Linked DNA regions of Drosophila melanogaster: regions 1 and 3 are each linked to region 2. The links are chromatin contacts, called in public Hi-C maps. All regions are on one chromosome and are shown on one strand. The core of a region is the stretch at or near the end of the contact, and the rest is flanking DNA. Distances in the headings are between cores, read along the strand shown.

Region 1 (4,742 bases), core at 123-2,622, 360 kb after region 2:
GTGAACGAAATGTTCAGGGTGCCGGGAAACATTCGATTTTTGTCGTGGAAGTTTAATTTTGTGGCCAAGAGCTTACTATACGCCTGTATGCAGCATCCAATATCGTCCTGCAGCAGGCCCCACATTTTTCCCACCTCCAGTATCATCTTCTTGTGGCTCTGCGAGTGGCGGATGGCACTTTCATGACCCTCTCGCAGGACCTTGTGCAGCAGATGCGAAAACTTCCAGGCAGTAAATCTACTCTGCATCAAAGGCTGCCGGGAGATGATCATCCAGAATGTTTTGGCCTCTTTGGCCTTGTGTATCATAATAATAATGGAGCGGGCATGTTTGGTTTTGAGTGGCGCTTCCAGGCCATTTAAAGCTTTGGACACGCTGACGTTCTGAAATGAAATGTAAATATTATAGTTTAAATGGCTTTTTATTGTTGTACACTTTCGAAGAAGTGACTGACTCAGCTTATAAGATATGGACGGATTTTGGCGGACGATATCTATAGTTTTATACTTTTTAGTGGAATTCGATCTAAAGGGGGTGACTCACTGATCGACTATTTAGTTTGGAAGTGCAAACATTTCGATGCTTTTAAAAATAAGATTCCAAACACCTACACCATGTGTTTGATATGAATTTATGATAACAGAAGGTAATCTAAATACTGGATTTCACTTCTTATCGTGCCGAATTTGGGTTGATAATCAAAAAATTTGAAAGGCCTTTGTGTGCACATTGAACAATTGATCAAAGTGGATGTAGTCCGCATAGCATTCATTGCAGTTTCTAATTTTCTGGGTCATCCGAAGCGGAGAAACTTGGGATTAGCATGTAGTGTAGTCTCTGTGGTGTTGCAAGTCGTGTGAAAAGCTGATGATATTTCGAGCTGTTCCATATAATCTGGTTCAAGGCTGACTTCTTAAGTGAAATGTTTATGCATATTTGAGCGGCGCGCCTGTAGTTGTGTGCATAAACATTTAGGTATTTACACTATGCACATGATATGACAACATCCGTGTGCCTATAATCTGCTGTGGGTATTCTTGGCGGTTTTCTTGGCTTTCCTTTGGGCTTACGTACCAGGTGGTAGAACTCCTTTTCGGCGTGAGTTGCCATTGTTTACTGACAATTCTTGGCGTACTTGCTGAACAAATTCGAATCATTCGCAGCGCGATATATGTGCATTAGAGCAAAGACAGCAAAGACATTGGAAACGGGAGTTATCTTATCTTATCAACAATGTTGGCCATTGTTTTCGTATTGGTCGCGTTCGTATTCATTCGGATTCCGATCGTGTGCGTGTATGAAACAATGAGTGTAAGAGTAAATTAGTCATATAAACAAATGTTGTTTTCCTTTATCGATAAAAGTTAATAGAGCTGGGCGGTGTTCCGATATGCGGGCTTTACCCTATCGATTCGTTTCGATAGTCATCAACTTCTTGCATCACCATTTTGAGCGCGAAAAAAAATGTTTTGCAAATTTTTATTTTTTTCCATTAAATCGAAGGATATTTGAATTGAAATACACTTAAATGAACCAATATTTAAATTATAACATCGAACGCTTTCAATAAAACTTCAGTTAAGTTAAAAATTTAATTTAATTTGATTTTATACGATGGTTTAAAAAAAAGCTTTAGAATGTGTTTTTGAAATTTTTGTGTACTGATTTTCTAAAAAGATAGATTTTGTTCGATATTTATAGATCTGCTACCATATTTTTACTTTAAATAAAAGAACGACAATTTTAATTTGTTTTTAAAGTAATTTTAATTTAATGTATTCTTCCAACTGTTTGGATTAAATTTGGTATTCCGATTGATCATAGTAATCCAAATGTACATTTTGCTGTGGCCAAAACATCTCGGCTGGGTATTGGTTTTGTGGTGGAATGTAACGTCGATTGGGATCTGGAACGGATGTCATCATCAGTTGCGGATGATGATATTGATTGCTATAAGGACAAGCGTGGTGTCTGAAAGTAGGATGCTGTTCTCCGTGAACAAAATTTGGCTGCAGTGAAAATTCCGGTGGCTGGAAGTTGGAATCCATGCGTGTTATATTATACTTATTCACGGTGCGTTCATAGAATCCATCTGGAAGCATTCGAATGTTCTCTTTTAGTTGAGGATTGTAGTCAGGGTTTCTGGCCTGAGAGGAACTTGGGTCTGAAGTATGTACAGATTCCTGAAAATGATGATAGGATCCATGATCCGGCTGACATTGTTCCTTCATTTGAAATTGATGCTGCACGGCTGGTGCTGAAGCTGGTGACTTAGTGGGCATCCACTGATCCCGCGGATCTATAAGGTACCCTTCATCGAAAGGAGTGACATTTTGTGGAGCACTCACAGAGATCTGCGGTTGTAGCATATGATCCGGTGGCTTCGTAAATCCTTGATGGAGACTCGGAGGAAGACCCGTGTATTGATAAGGACACGAGTTACAGGGCGGTCGTCCACAGGTCTGGAGTAGAATTTCCCTGTTACAGGGAGTTCTTGTCTCTATAAGAACGGTGTTCCCATTGATATTTGCCTGGTTTCTGATCCCAGCACTTTCACAACTACGAAGTTTTCGAGGTTGCATTAGGGTTACCGTTTCCAGTGTTTCCACGTCAGTCGATGTATTGGGAGCTAGTAATTGGGAGTTCGGAGGTGGATCTGTCCAAGTTAAGTCAGTAGAATACCCAGAAGCTCCAACCATAGCTGAATTATGCGACCCGTCCTCGTTTTGATGACTATCGCGATGGCTTTGGTCACTATTATTTCTATCACAAGCTAGGTATTCATCTTGTCTGTGCTGGTCAGGATATTGGCTGCTGGCCGAAATGAATCTTCCGCCTTGCGAATTGTTTGAATCATTTCTTTGAATACGTCTAAGTACTGGGTAAGATGTTTGGGATGGGGCTTTTCGTCTATTTTCTGAGGATGGTGGATTGTTACTCAAAGAATCAGAAACGCCTGGATGATTCTGCAGATTCCTATTTCTCCTTTCAATAGATTGCTCTGCTGTATTCGTTCTAGTAGATGGCGAAGAAGCTAGAACAAATACACCGTTCATTTGGCCAACAGAAGAATTGCAGTTTCGATTCTTCGTCCTTTTTGTTTTCTGGGTTTGTAGTCGAACGTGTCTTGTAGTCGCTGGTGCCATTTGAAATTGATTGGTATTGAGTCTGGTGAAGTTTAGACCAAATTTCCTCCTGAAATATGTTTGGATTAAAAGTAAGAGATCATAATTGTCGGAAAAGAAGAACACTCACAATTGTTTTGGCTGGGAAATGCCCAATTCTTCAGTGCTGCTCATACGAAATGGTACTTGCACCATTGGTGGCTTTTCTCTGGAATAAAGAAGGTTTTAGATATATAAACAATTATTTGTATATTTTTCATACCTTCCTTCGTTCTGCTGTGATATGTTAAGATCATTTGGACGTTGATCGTCGGCAAGGATAAAAGTTATTTGGCTTTGTGTAGGACTAATCGAGCTTTCCTCATTTCTAAGTTGATTTAAAATACTTGCATTTATACTGTAGTCCGGAGTTTTGCATTCACGACAGTTCGCATTTACGGTCTCTTCTTCTGTTGAGATATCATTGCATCTTACGAGTTCATAGTCATCTGAATCACTTTCACAAGTTTCGTCCTTGAGTACAAGTACGTTTTCCGGACAATTGTGTTTTTCTCTGCAATTTTCCGGTGAATATTGATGTGATTTTTCAGATGCATTTGTTGGGTTTCCTTGGGCGAATTGAAGTATCCAGCATTCTGGTGCTGAATTTGAGCGCTGCCTGAAAGATTCTTCTCGTTTTGTATTACAACTTTGATCTGTAGTTTGTTTTGGATCAACAGCAGCGTTTTGATGGCTTTCTAAATTTATTCTTTGATCCGGGTTTCGTTTCTCACTTTCTTGCGAACTTTCTTTTCGGGTATTTCTTTCGGTAATTAAATGGTCCGATTTTCTACTGATGTTACTTTCTTTTATATCAATGGCACTTTTATTTTGACTTGCTTTCAAAGCTTCTGAGAAACTGTTTTTGGATGTGCTTGGAGTTTGTGCTTCTGCCACTTCGTAATCACAATCTGTGGAGTTCTCTGGAAACGTTTCGCCTCCAGAACTCATGCGATTCTTATTCCGTTGTTTCCGTTTATTTCTTGTTTGATTTCGTGGCATATCTTGAATTTTATTTATAATTTGTTTAACTTTGTTTCGTTGGGGAGATTTATTCGTTTTCGAACTAAACTTAAGAGAACTATGAGATGTTTTTTCGATGCTGCTAATTTTTGAGTTTCTTTCCGGAGAAGATTCCTTTGGACATTCATTCTTCGATCCTTCAGAAAAGCACTCCCTTTCACTAGGATTAACACTTGGTGCAGTATAACTACTATTTGAAAAACTCATATCAGAAGATTTATATGAACTTTTACTCTTCACACTTTTTGGGCATCTAAAGTCGCTATTTGAGGATCTGTAGTCGCATTCAGTATCGGTTCTGCTGGAAACATAGAATTCATCACAATCATATCGGGGACATTGTTTTGTGGGCTGCTCCATTTCGGTTGATTGACTGCAAGTGGAGATGCGTTCCCTAAAGCAAATGTTCTTATTTAAGGTACTACCTCCAAATCTTTGATTAGTCCCTTTAATTTGTCCCGAACTTCGTTTCATAATACCCCGTTTGCCCATGGACATCGGTTTTTCACAAGATTCTGATTTTACTTGTTCATATTGTATGACATCCTTCCTAGG
Region 2 (4,773 bases), core at 180-2,679:
AATCAGCAGACTAATAATAAACCAAAAGAATACAAAATCAACATAATATTGAACCAAATCGAAGAGAATAGGCAAATAAGGAATCAAAATCTGAAAGATATACGAGCTGAGGCGCAGGACTCACCTTTGTCGAGGCCAAATTGACGGTGGTGACGGCCTTCTCCTTGGCGGTGCTGGCCAACTTGGAGGCGTTGGTGGAGAAAAGGCTCCAGCCAGAGGCCAAAGTGGAAAGCGTCGAGTCGAAAAGCTCCTGAGATTGCGTTTTCGGTGGTGGTTCGCGTGTGAACCCGAAACCTGCATATTTTCCGCCCTGACTCGGTGGCAAGTTTCTGAAACAATCAACTAGGATAAATCATAGCTAATGGACAGATATGCCATTAAGATCCTACTCTGGCCTGGAGGCATTCTCCACTTGGCGTCGGCTGAAGAACTCCTCCTTCTGGTCCTTGAACTCCTGCGTTTGGTACTGCTGATAGCCTCCAGGCTCGGCGCCTCCGCCATTCTGATAGCCTCCGTTTCCGCCATAACCTGTTGCACTGGGTCGCGACTGGTAGCTGCTGTTGCTGGAGCCACCTGAGCTGAAGCTATTGTTGCTGCCCACGCGGCCTTGCGCCTCCTTGAGATCCCAGCTCTTGCCCTGGGCCAAGGTGGCTATCTTATCGCGGTACAAAGCAGCCGCCTTCGAGTTGTAACGCTGCGTGATAGGCGCCCGTTCGTTCCAGTCCTCCTGATCCTCCAGAAACTCGCGCGCATTGCGATTGCCGCCCGCCTTCATCTTCTCCAGCTCGATGTCCTTCCACTTATCCATAGTGACGGAGCGCACGAAGGACAGATGCACGCCCAGACTGCGATGCTTGCCGGAGCACTCCAGGCAGATCCAGATGCCGTAGGTCACGGACACCCACTGCGGATTGTGGGTACCGCACTCGAAGCATTTCTAGTCATTTTTAAACAAAGAAATTGAAGCTTATCTAGCGTATGTGGACAAAGGAGCAAACCTACCGAGTTCTCATCCTGGGGTTTCAGTTCCTGGAGCACCCGTCGCGTTCTGGGACTCGCCATGGCAACTGGTTTCTATGGTTTCTGGCCCTGCTCTGGCGGATTGCCCAACTCTTTGCGTTCAGTTGGCTTCAGTTTCGCAGCTGATAACCGAGTTGCTAATGAAACTTTTGCTGACGCTGGCGCTGATTTGGGTGCAATCTTGGCTTTGAGATGGGGCGATTTGAAGCTCTCACACACGCTTACGAGCCTTTAAAGTCCACGGATCGCGACGAACGCCTGGCCAAACGCATTTAACAGAGTTTTGAATTTTTTTGGATCAGCTGGGACGCTTGCAATTAATGGCAAATTGGCAAAAAAAAAGTGTTAAGCGTGTCCCACTTGGAATTGGAGATGAGCTGACCACTCACGACAGCATCGATATACCGAATATTGCATGGAAAACCAAAGGAAGTTGGGCATACTATCGATATTTACCCATCTCAAAGTTCCACTTGGATTTTTGTTTTGCAGTGTGACCAAAGTGCAACTAAAGTGGAACGTTCGGAATTGCGATATATCGATAGTTTATTGAAAATGAGCGGGATATTTAAATATCTTAAGCAAACAAGTTTAATATATTTGAAACTGTCTTTCATAAAAGAAAACCTAAAAATATTAGCTTTAACATGTTTTAATGTTTTAATTTAAAATTCTATCGGTTTTATAAAAACAATAAAATATTTTTTTACTCTGTTGCTGTATTATATTTATTGTATATAGCTTGCATATAATATATTCAAGCTGCTTATTTACTAAATATTTCGAAAAAAGTTAGATAAGAACAAATATTTTCGAAATTATATAAATTAAATTAGACATTTAGAAAACCATTTTTATTCATCATTATCCAACATATGTTAATGTTAATGTGTTAATAATGTTAATAATGTTAATATACACATACATATTTTAGCTAAATATTGCACAAAAATCTCTGTCCGCTCTCCAGCAAATTCAATTAACCCAACTCGATGGCATCGCCTTTGTTGCGAGCACGCCGAAAACCCTTCAACAAATTATACATTATCACGCTGATCTGATTTCCAGATCTTCAGTACTCGTGCGGCGACTGGAGATGCAGCGCCGCCAATTTGCGCTGCGTCATCCCGAAAAAAGTTAATAAAAACAGCGATTTATCACACTCCTAACAGTAATCAATCTCCTACCGACTGTCGGTGGATTTTGATTCGATTTCGGTGTTTTGAATCCCGGACAGGGGAAATTACTTACATGATCGACTTCAATGCAAACAGACCGCGGGTGGCAGGGCCACCAAAGATGAAAGGGAACTCAAATCTGAGAGAATTTGGAGCCGCCTAAAAGCCATTTCCCTTTTCCCCATTTTTCAGTGCCCCTTGGAGGAAAAGTCCAAAAGGTAGGTGACCACACGCGTCTGCACATAATTCAATGCCATTCGGATTAGCATATAATTATGCACAATATTTCCGCAGTTCGGCTCTGCCTGCCCACCGCTAATTCCCTTTCAATTTCCAAACTCGCGCATTTATTTAAGTCAGCGTCTTTTGGCATCTCAGCGGATCTATAATTGCCGTCGCACGCCCAACAAGGGGGGCGTGGCAGATCAGATCTGGATGCGAGCGGCAACGAGCATATAATTGCCGCGGCGACCGCAGGATGTGTTGAATTTAAAAGCCTGCCGGGTAATCCGATCGATCGATCCGCCGATCGCCACGTCCCAGCCAACTTACGACTCCTTCCTTCGCTAAGTGAGCCGATGAGCCAGTGAGCCAAAGAGCCGGGCGTTCCTGGCTGGGCACTCGCTCGACGCTTTCAACAACTACTTGTCCCGCTGCCGGAGCGGATCCAATGCACTGAGATAAATAACAGACTTCTCAGATGAGAAAATAACCTTTCATATTCTATCAAGTAGTTAACAAAACGATCTTAGATTTTAGTTCATAATATTATGAGACTACTTCCTTTAGCTTCCTTTCTGTTGAAGACATCTCTTTAGTAAATCAAAATTTTCTAAGTTTGTTCAATCTAAATATAGAATTTTTAGCATTGAAAGATACCGTTATCTGTGTTTAAACTTCACTTATGCCATGTTTTTCCCTAATACAACACTGCATACATTTGAATTTGGTTGGCGCCCTTAATTTCTTCGAGTGTGCTCCGCTGGTGGTGGTCTTATCAGAAGCCGCGGAGTACTCCCCGATCTGCCAGAAATGGCATTGCTGCGCATCCATTATCGGCTCTGTCACTGCTCTTGCTGGGCGCAGCCACGCCCCCAAAAGCGCCACTGGGCATTGGGCAGTGCGTTGAGATCCGTTTTCGTTTCAGCTCCCAGCTCGCAGAGTCCAGGGTTGGATTTTGGGCTTATGGCCTGAGTTATTGTGTGGATACGATCAAATTATAGGCTTAGGCTTGCATTAAACTCGCATAGACGTCGTCGGTTGGTCGCAGCCAGACGAGGAGCAGCCATGGGTTCGCGGGCTCTGGAGAGGATGCGCATTTTATCATCGGGGCATCCGGTCGCGGCTCCTCCTATGCTTGAGATTTCCCCCCTATTTTTGTTCTCCTTTGGATCCACAAGCCCCTCGCAACTTGTCAACACGTGCAAAACAATGCTCGCAATCGCATTCGCATACGGATTTGCATTCGATTTCCCATTCCCAAATGACGTGCAAATGAATTTGAATTTATGCAAATGAGCAGACTGTTCGCACGCCGCAGCCACAAAGTCTGCGCAGGCACAGGTGATCTCTAAGGTAGAAAACAAAAAAAAAAAAAAATCATAAAAAACTCTGGCGAAATAAAATAAAATCGCTCGAAATTGCACCAATTAAGGGGAAATGTATGGAGAGGATCGTCGAGGACCAAGCAAAAAATAAAAAAAAAGAACAGAAATCAAAGGGGGGGAATGCAGATTGGTCTGCATTTATCAGCGATATTAAAGCGTTAAGTGAATTACTTATTCTCCTGGTCGCAGCAATGCGTTACCTTTCATGTCCTCCTGTCCGGAGGATGCCCCTCTCCAATCCCACCTGCCCTCTCACCTTTTCGAGTTGTCAATGCCGATGTCGATGGCCGCGATCTTGCATGCGACAATTATATGGGCCCTGTGCTGTGCTGTGCGACGCCAGTTTGGCTCCCGATCTCATGGCCAAAAGCGGCAGCTCTCTGAAAAGAGGGCCCAAATCCAAGGGGAGGGCGTATGAGCTGGGTGCTGAGGAGCCAGGACTAGTGATCCGGCTACCGAAGACGCAAGGCTTTGGCCATTCTGGTGCCGCTCTGGTGCCGCTCCGCGCCGCTGATCGATTCGCAGCCAATCGATCGGCAGCATCATGCAACCGCGCACAGCCTTCAGCTTCAGCATTTGGAGTGGAGATCGGAGCACAGAGGTGGATACCAAAGGGGGTTCCATGGGGCTAACGAAACTCACAAAAGGGAACTTTGCTCTCAGTCATTCCAAGGCTACAGCAGCCCTTTTAACTAAGATAAGCTTTAGTTAGATGACTCAAAGTTTAAAATTCATATGATTTTACTTTAAGCTCCCTTTTGGACTTCGCCTCTGTGCTCCAATCCTCAGCTGGGACCCATTCCTGCTCCTTAGCTTAACAAATCGTGCCAAATAACACAACATAATGACAACAAAGCAGACGACGACGACGACGACTCCGAGTCCGCAGACGATGTCCACTTGGCTGCCTTTGGTCTGGGATGCTGAGATGTTGGGATGCTGGGTTGTTGGGGAGCTGGGAATCGCAG
Region 3 (4,656 bases), core at 717-3,216, 320 kb after region 2:
TTTATTAGATACTGGAACCTTTGGAAACACGGATATTTGCATTGATACAATGGCTTCTGCAATTGAATCTCTTAAGCGGAAACCCAACGAGGGTAAATGCAAATTGGAAGTGGAATTCGAGGTTTGTATAGTTTGTTATCTACTTGCAGGCGTTTTGCTTATTACTATTTATTTCAGAAACTACTGGCCACAGCAGATGAGATAAGTAAATCATGTAGTGTGGGCGAAAACGAGGAGAACAATATGAAGAACAGAAGTCAAGAGATTATACCCTACGATCGCAACAGAGTAAGTAATAGTGGCTAACTTTTATGCGAACTGTGTTTAATGTTTGTGAATGTTTTTGTGCAATTAAAGGTTATACTAACACCACTTCCGATGCGGGAAAACTCAACTTACATTAACGCATCATTCATAGAGGGCTATGATAATAGCGAAACCTTCATCATTGCCCAGGATCCACTTGAAAACACTATAGGAGACTTCTGGCGAATGATCTCGGAACAGAGTGTTACCACCCTCGTCATGATATCCGAAGTGAGTAGTGCCCTCTCTACTTTATTGGTTTCCCATTCAACTGAGTGCTTTAATTGCATTGCAGATCGGAGATGGTCCCAGGAAATGCCCGCGATACTGGGCAGATGATGAGGTTCAATACGATCACATACTCGTGAAATACGTGCACAGCGAAAGTTGTCCATACTATACTCGCCGCGAATTTTATGTTACGAATTGCAAAATAGACGATACGCTGAAAGTCACACAATTTCAATACAATGGTTGGCCCACCGTGGACGGAGAAGTTCCTGAAGTCTGCCGTGGCATTATAGAACTTGTAGATCAAGCATACAACCATTATAAGAACAACAAGAATTCTGGTTGTCGATCTCCACTCACAGTTCATTGCAGGTATGCGGCGATGCTTTGATTCATGCACTTGACGGATTAATCAATTATAAATTATTTGCAGCCTGGGAACCGATCGAAGTTCCATTTTCGTCGCCATGTGTATTTTGGTCCAGCATCTGAGGCTGGAGAAGTGTGTCGACATCTGTGCCACAACAAGGAAATTACGATCTCAGCGAACGGGACTTATCAACTCATACGTAAGTGAATTTGTTTATATTTTATTGTCAATGCATTAATTAGATGTTTATATGGTTTCTAGGCACAATACGAGTTCCTACATCGCGCAATAATTAATTATTCAGACTTACATCACATAGCCGAGTCAACATTGGATTAAGTTAGATATGTATATACTTATACGAGTACAGAATGCACGTGTTGGAACATCAATGCATCAAATGTGCTATGATAAATTATTTGTATATTTATAAAATCTTTTAATAAAGTATTTACAAGAGCAAGCGTAATTTTTTTAACGAATTACGTTTGCCCGACACATAATATACATACAAATATAAATGTAGTGTATACGTATCGTATTGATAAAACTACCAAAGGAAAATAAGTAACATATTTTATAAGATACAATGTAATAAAAACTGAGAATAAGAATTGTACTTTTTATGAGCTTGATAAGTGTGGTTTACATTCTTTTTGGTTGTGTGGATTAATGGTTTTCGAATTTTCTTATAATAGTTTTGAATATTTCACTTATCAGTTTGTAAAAATGACTTCATTATGAACGTATTTAATATTACACTTTTCATTTTGTAAATATGGGACAAAAAATCCATAAAATTAAGTAAATGTATTTATCGTTTTTCCGTATTCCTTTATGTGTATTGATAAATTATAAGTACTACAATTTATTTTTAATAAAATAAAAATAAGCAGATTTGAATTGTTTCACATACCATTGTTTCAAATCGATAAGTCGATAAATATGATATACCAACCTGACATAGAAACCAAAACCGATTTCGTATTTTATTATTTTTTTTATACTAGTTTTCAGATTAGTAGACATTGCAAAAATTAATAATCCGAAATTTTTGTCAGTTTTTAAAATTGGAAGTCTTATCACCATGGAAGTTTCTACGCAGTTATCGATAGTGCAATAAACGTTTTACCATCCCTACCGTACGTATTGTTTATTATTATTTTGGCAAAACAAGAAGCCCCATTTGCCATTTTCCGAAGATGCCGAGTAAACTAGATAGCATATATCGCCGCATGCTGATAACGAGGTTCTTCGAAAAGGGATGGGGCAAGCCGGAAAACCTGCGCAAGTGAGTTTTTCATTGAAAACGGAGAATGGCGAAAAATAAGTGCTCCCCATACGGATTCTTTACGTAATACTATTATGATTTCAATTTCAATTCAATTTCCTCTAGGTTATTTAAATTACCGTTAATCGGCGGGCAAGGGAAAACTCTTGTCCTTTTAGTTTACAAGATCTTTAATGGTTTCGGTGGGCTTTCTTTTAAACAAGTGCCTTTGAATAATAATAAAATATAGTTTGACTTATTAATTAAATATATATTTGCTTTTTCCTCTTTCAAAGGCAACTAGATGTGCATGTCCCTATTCACGGCTTTACTAACTTATTAAAAAATTACTTACAAATTTAGTTTTACTTACTTGAAAGGGTCATCTTATCTTAATATATGCTCTATATTATCTAAATTCCTCATAGTCACAAATTACCATCCGATAATTAACAAAGTTCATCTTGGTCTTACTAATTTGGAAACCTATTGAACTTCAGGTCAACATTTTCTGTTATATCATCGAGAAATGAATTTATGTTATTAAAAACGATGTGGTTCTTAAGTTAATTGAATTCTTTGTTAGAAACATGAGTTTTTTATGCAACCTAAGTACGTAGATTATTTATTTTTATCGTTTCAAGATGACATTAATCTGCATTACAGTGCCCTTCCACCAGTGGACACTGGACTTGACCACGATTTTAGATTCCTCCGTACAGGTTAGTGGGAAATATACCCTAAGCAAGTTAGGATCGATATGAACAGATAATTTTTTTAATTGGCAACTTGCTTTCAACAACTAAAGCTTAAAAAGTATTAATTATCCCTGAAGTTCAATCATTCACATAAAACTTATTTTTTTGCTCCCCAAAAGTGCTCATCATATTTTTTCGATTTTTCTACATATTTTTTGTACAATTGGAGTGTTTGTGCCCAAATTAATTGCCTTTGCCTCTGACGACCATTATTTCAGAGTATTTCAGTTCCGAAAAGTAATATCCAGTAGGGAGTCATGTTTCAAGCTCGTGCCCCGCGATTATCCGGTGGAGATAACGAAGAAAGAAATCGGTGCGGAAAGCACGCTGATAGAGGGCCAATTTAAGACGCCCATGGAGCTGCACATGCCCGGAGTTGTGCCCGAGGAGTCGCAGCAGGCGCACTTTCAGCTCTTGATCCCCAATAAGTGGAAAAACGAAAAGCACAAGCCCATATGCATTCATCTGGCCGGAACGGGTGATCATGTGAGTACCATCGAGCGAGATCCGTCGTCCAAATTCCGAGATTAATGTCTGTTTACTTTCAATAGAGGCCAGACGCCAGGCCTATCTATCAGCATTTAGCTAAAAGTGGGTCCCACCAAAATAGATATTGTTTTACTTTTACCAAGCCAGTTTTAGAGCCCAACTTTACCTTTATATTTAATTTGTTTTCCATGATTTTCAAGCCCATTTGTTCGTAATTTGCTCAACTCTTTCGATACCCACATAGAAAACAATTTTGTTTGGGACCATTTTCAGCCATAAGTTCATAATAGTACATTAAAACGCACATATTTAAATGGCAAATTTTCAAATATTGCAGTTCTTTTGGCGTAGACGAAATTTCATTGCGAAACCTCTGCTAAAGGACGCCAATATAGGATCCATAATACTGGAGAATCCTTTCTATGGCTTAAGAAAACCAAACAACCAAACGTAAGTCTGAATAGTTTAGATGTATTTTATGTATAATAATAATAATACATTAATTATTTTAGGCGTTCCAACCTGCACAATGTGTCTGATATCTTTGTGATGGGCGGCTGCCTCATCCTGGAATGCCTGGTTCTCTTTCACTGGTGCGAAAGGAATGGCTTTGGACCACTAGGCGTCACAGGATTGTCAATGGGCGGTCATGTGAGTTTAAATTGATTAATAACCATTAAGGGGATTGTCAACAATAATCCTTTTCGTTTAGATGGCATCACTGGCCGCTACAAATTGGCCAAAACCACTGGTACTTGTGCCATGTCTATCCTGGTCCACCGCCTCCGCTGTTTTTACAACTGTAGGTGCTGCTATAGCATGGAATATCAAATTGAAATTGCATTATTCCATGTGTTACAGGGTGTCATGAGCCAGTCCATCAACTGGGATATGTTGGAAACGCAGTATTTCTCGGATGGACAGTACAGAGAACGGCTATCCAAAATGGTTACTGTGATCGATGATGCGTTTTCCGCGGGCCAAAGCTTCATACAGAACTTTAATCAATCCCTGCAAGAGCTGAAGGAGGATATCAGCGATACGAGAAAGATCCACGCAACCGAAAACAGTAACACATGTGGGGATAAGTACGAGACGCAGGGCATTTGCCCCCAAGAAGACAGTTCCATATTCCTATCCAAGTCCTTGAAGAACACCAAACTTGACTCCGAGAATCTGACCATTGATGCCAAGGACGCGCTTAGCCAAAAGGTGGCCATCGAAACGGAGGA

What was found. Hi-C and Micro-C count contacts between places; a contact is called where the count stands out from the background.
Region 1: a contact with region 2 is called in a Hi-C map of the Kc167 cell line, with 1.7 times the contacts expected there. A contact is called at or near these places in 2 of 107 Hi-C or Micro-C datasets (the Kc167 cell line and wing imaginal disc).
Region 3: a Hi-C map of the Kc167 cell line shows a contact between it and region 2, with 2.4 times the contacts expected there. A contact is called at or near these places in 9 of 107 Hi-C or Micro-C datasets (the D17-c3 cell line, the Kc167 cell line, the OSC cell line and 3 more) and 1 of 7 datasets of targeted methods (the Kc167 cell line).

The regions. Positions count from the first base shown.
Region 1 is chr3L:12,772,201-12,776,942 of dm6, forward strand. Hip1 (Huntingtin interacting protein 1) reads right to left here and starts at 1,373. Exons shown (of 8, transcript NM_140340.2): 1 at 1,075-1,373; 2 at 1-383. The coding sequence starts at 1,110. It overlaps CG32106, which reads right to left. Exons shown (of 5, transcript NM_168514.2): 3 at 3,388-4,742; 4 at 3,256-3,333; 5 at 1,751-3,195. The coding sequence ends at 1,797.
Region 2 is chr3L:12,416,151-12,420,923 of dm6, forward strand. ArfGAP1 (ADP-ribosylation factor GTPase activating protein 1) reads right to left here and starts at 1,430. Exons shown (of 5, transcript NM_079316.3): 1 at 1,003-1,430; 2 at 390-937; 3 at 125-329. The coding sequence starts at 1,062.
Region 3 is chr3L:12,739,752-12,744,407 of dm6, forward strand. CG32112 reads left to right here and starts at 1,967. Exons shown (of 8, transcript NM_001274850.1): 1 at 1,967-2,049; 2 at 2,110-2,198; 3 at 3,154-3,421; 4 at 3,762-3,874; 5 at 3,937-4,075; 6 at 4,137-4,226; 7 at 4,286-4,656. The coding sequence starts at 2,110. It overlaps Ptp69D (Protein tyrosine phosphatase 69D), which reads left to right. Exons shown (of 12, transcript NM_176324.2): 7 at 1-121; 8 at 178-288; 9 at 358-537; 10 at 602-909; 11 at 971-1,106; 12 at 1,169-1,817. The coding sequence ends at 1,246.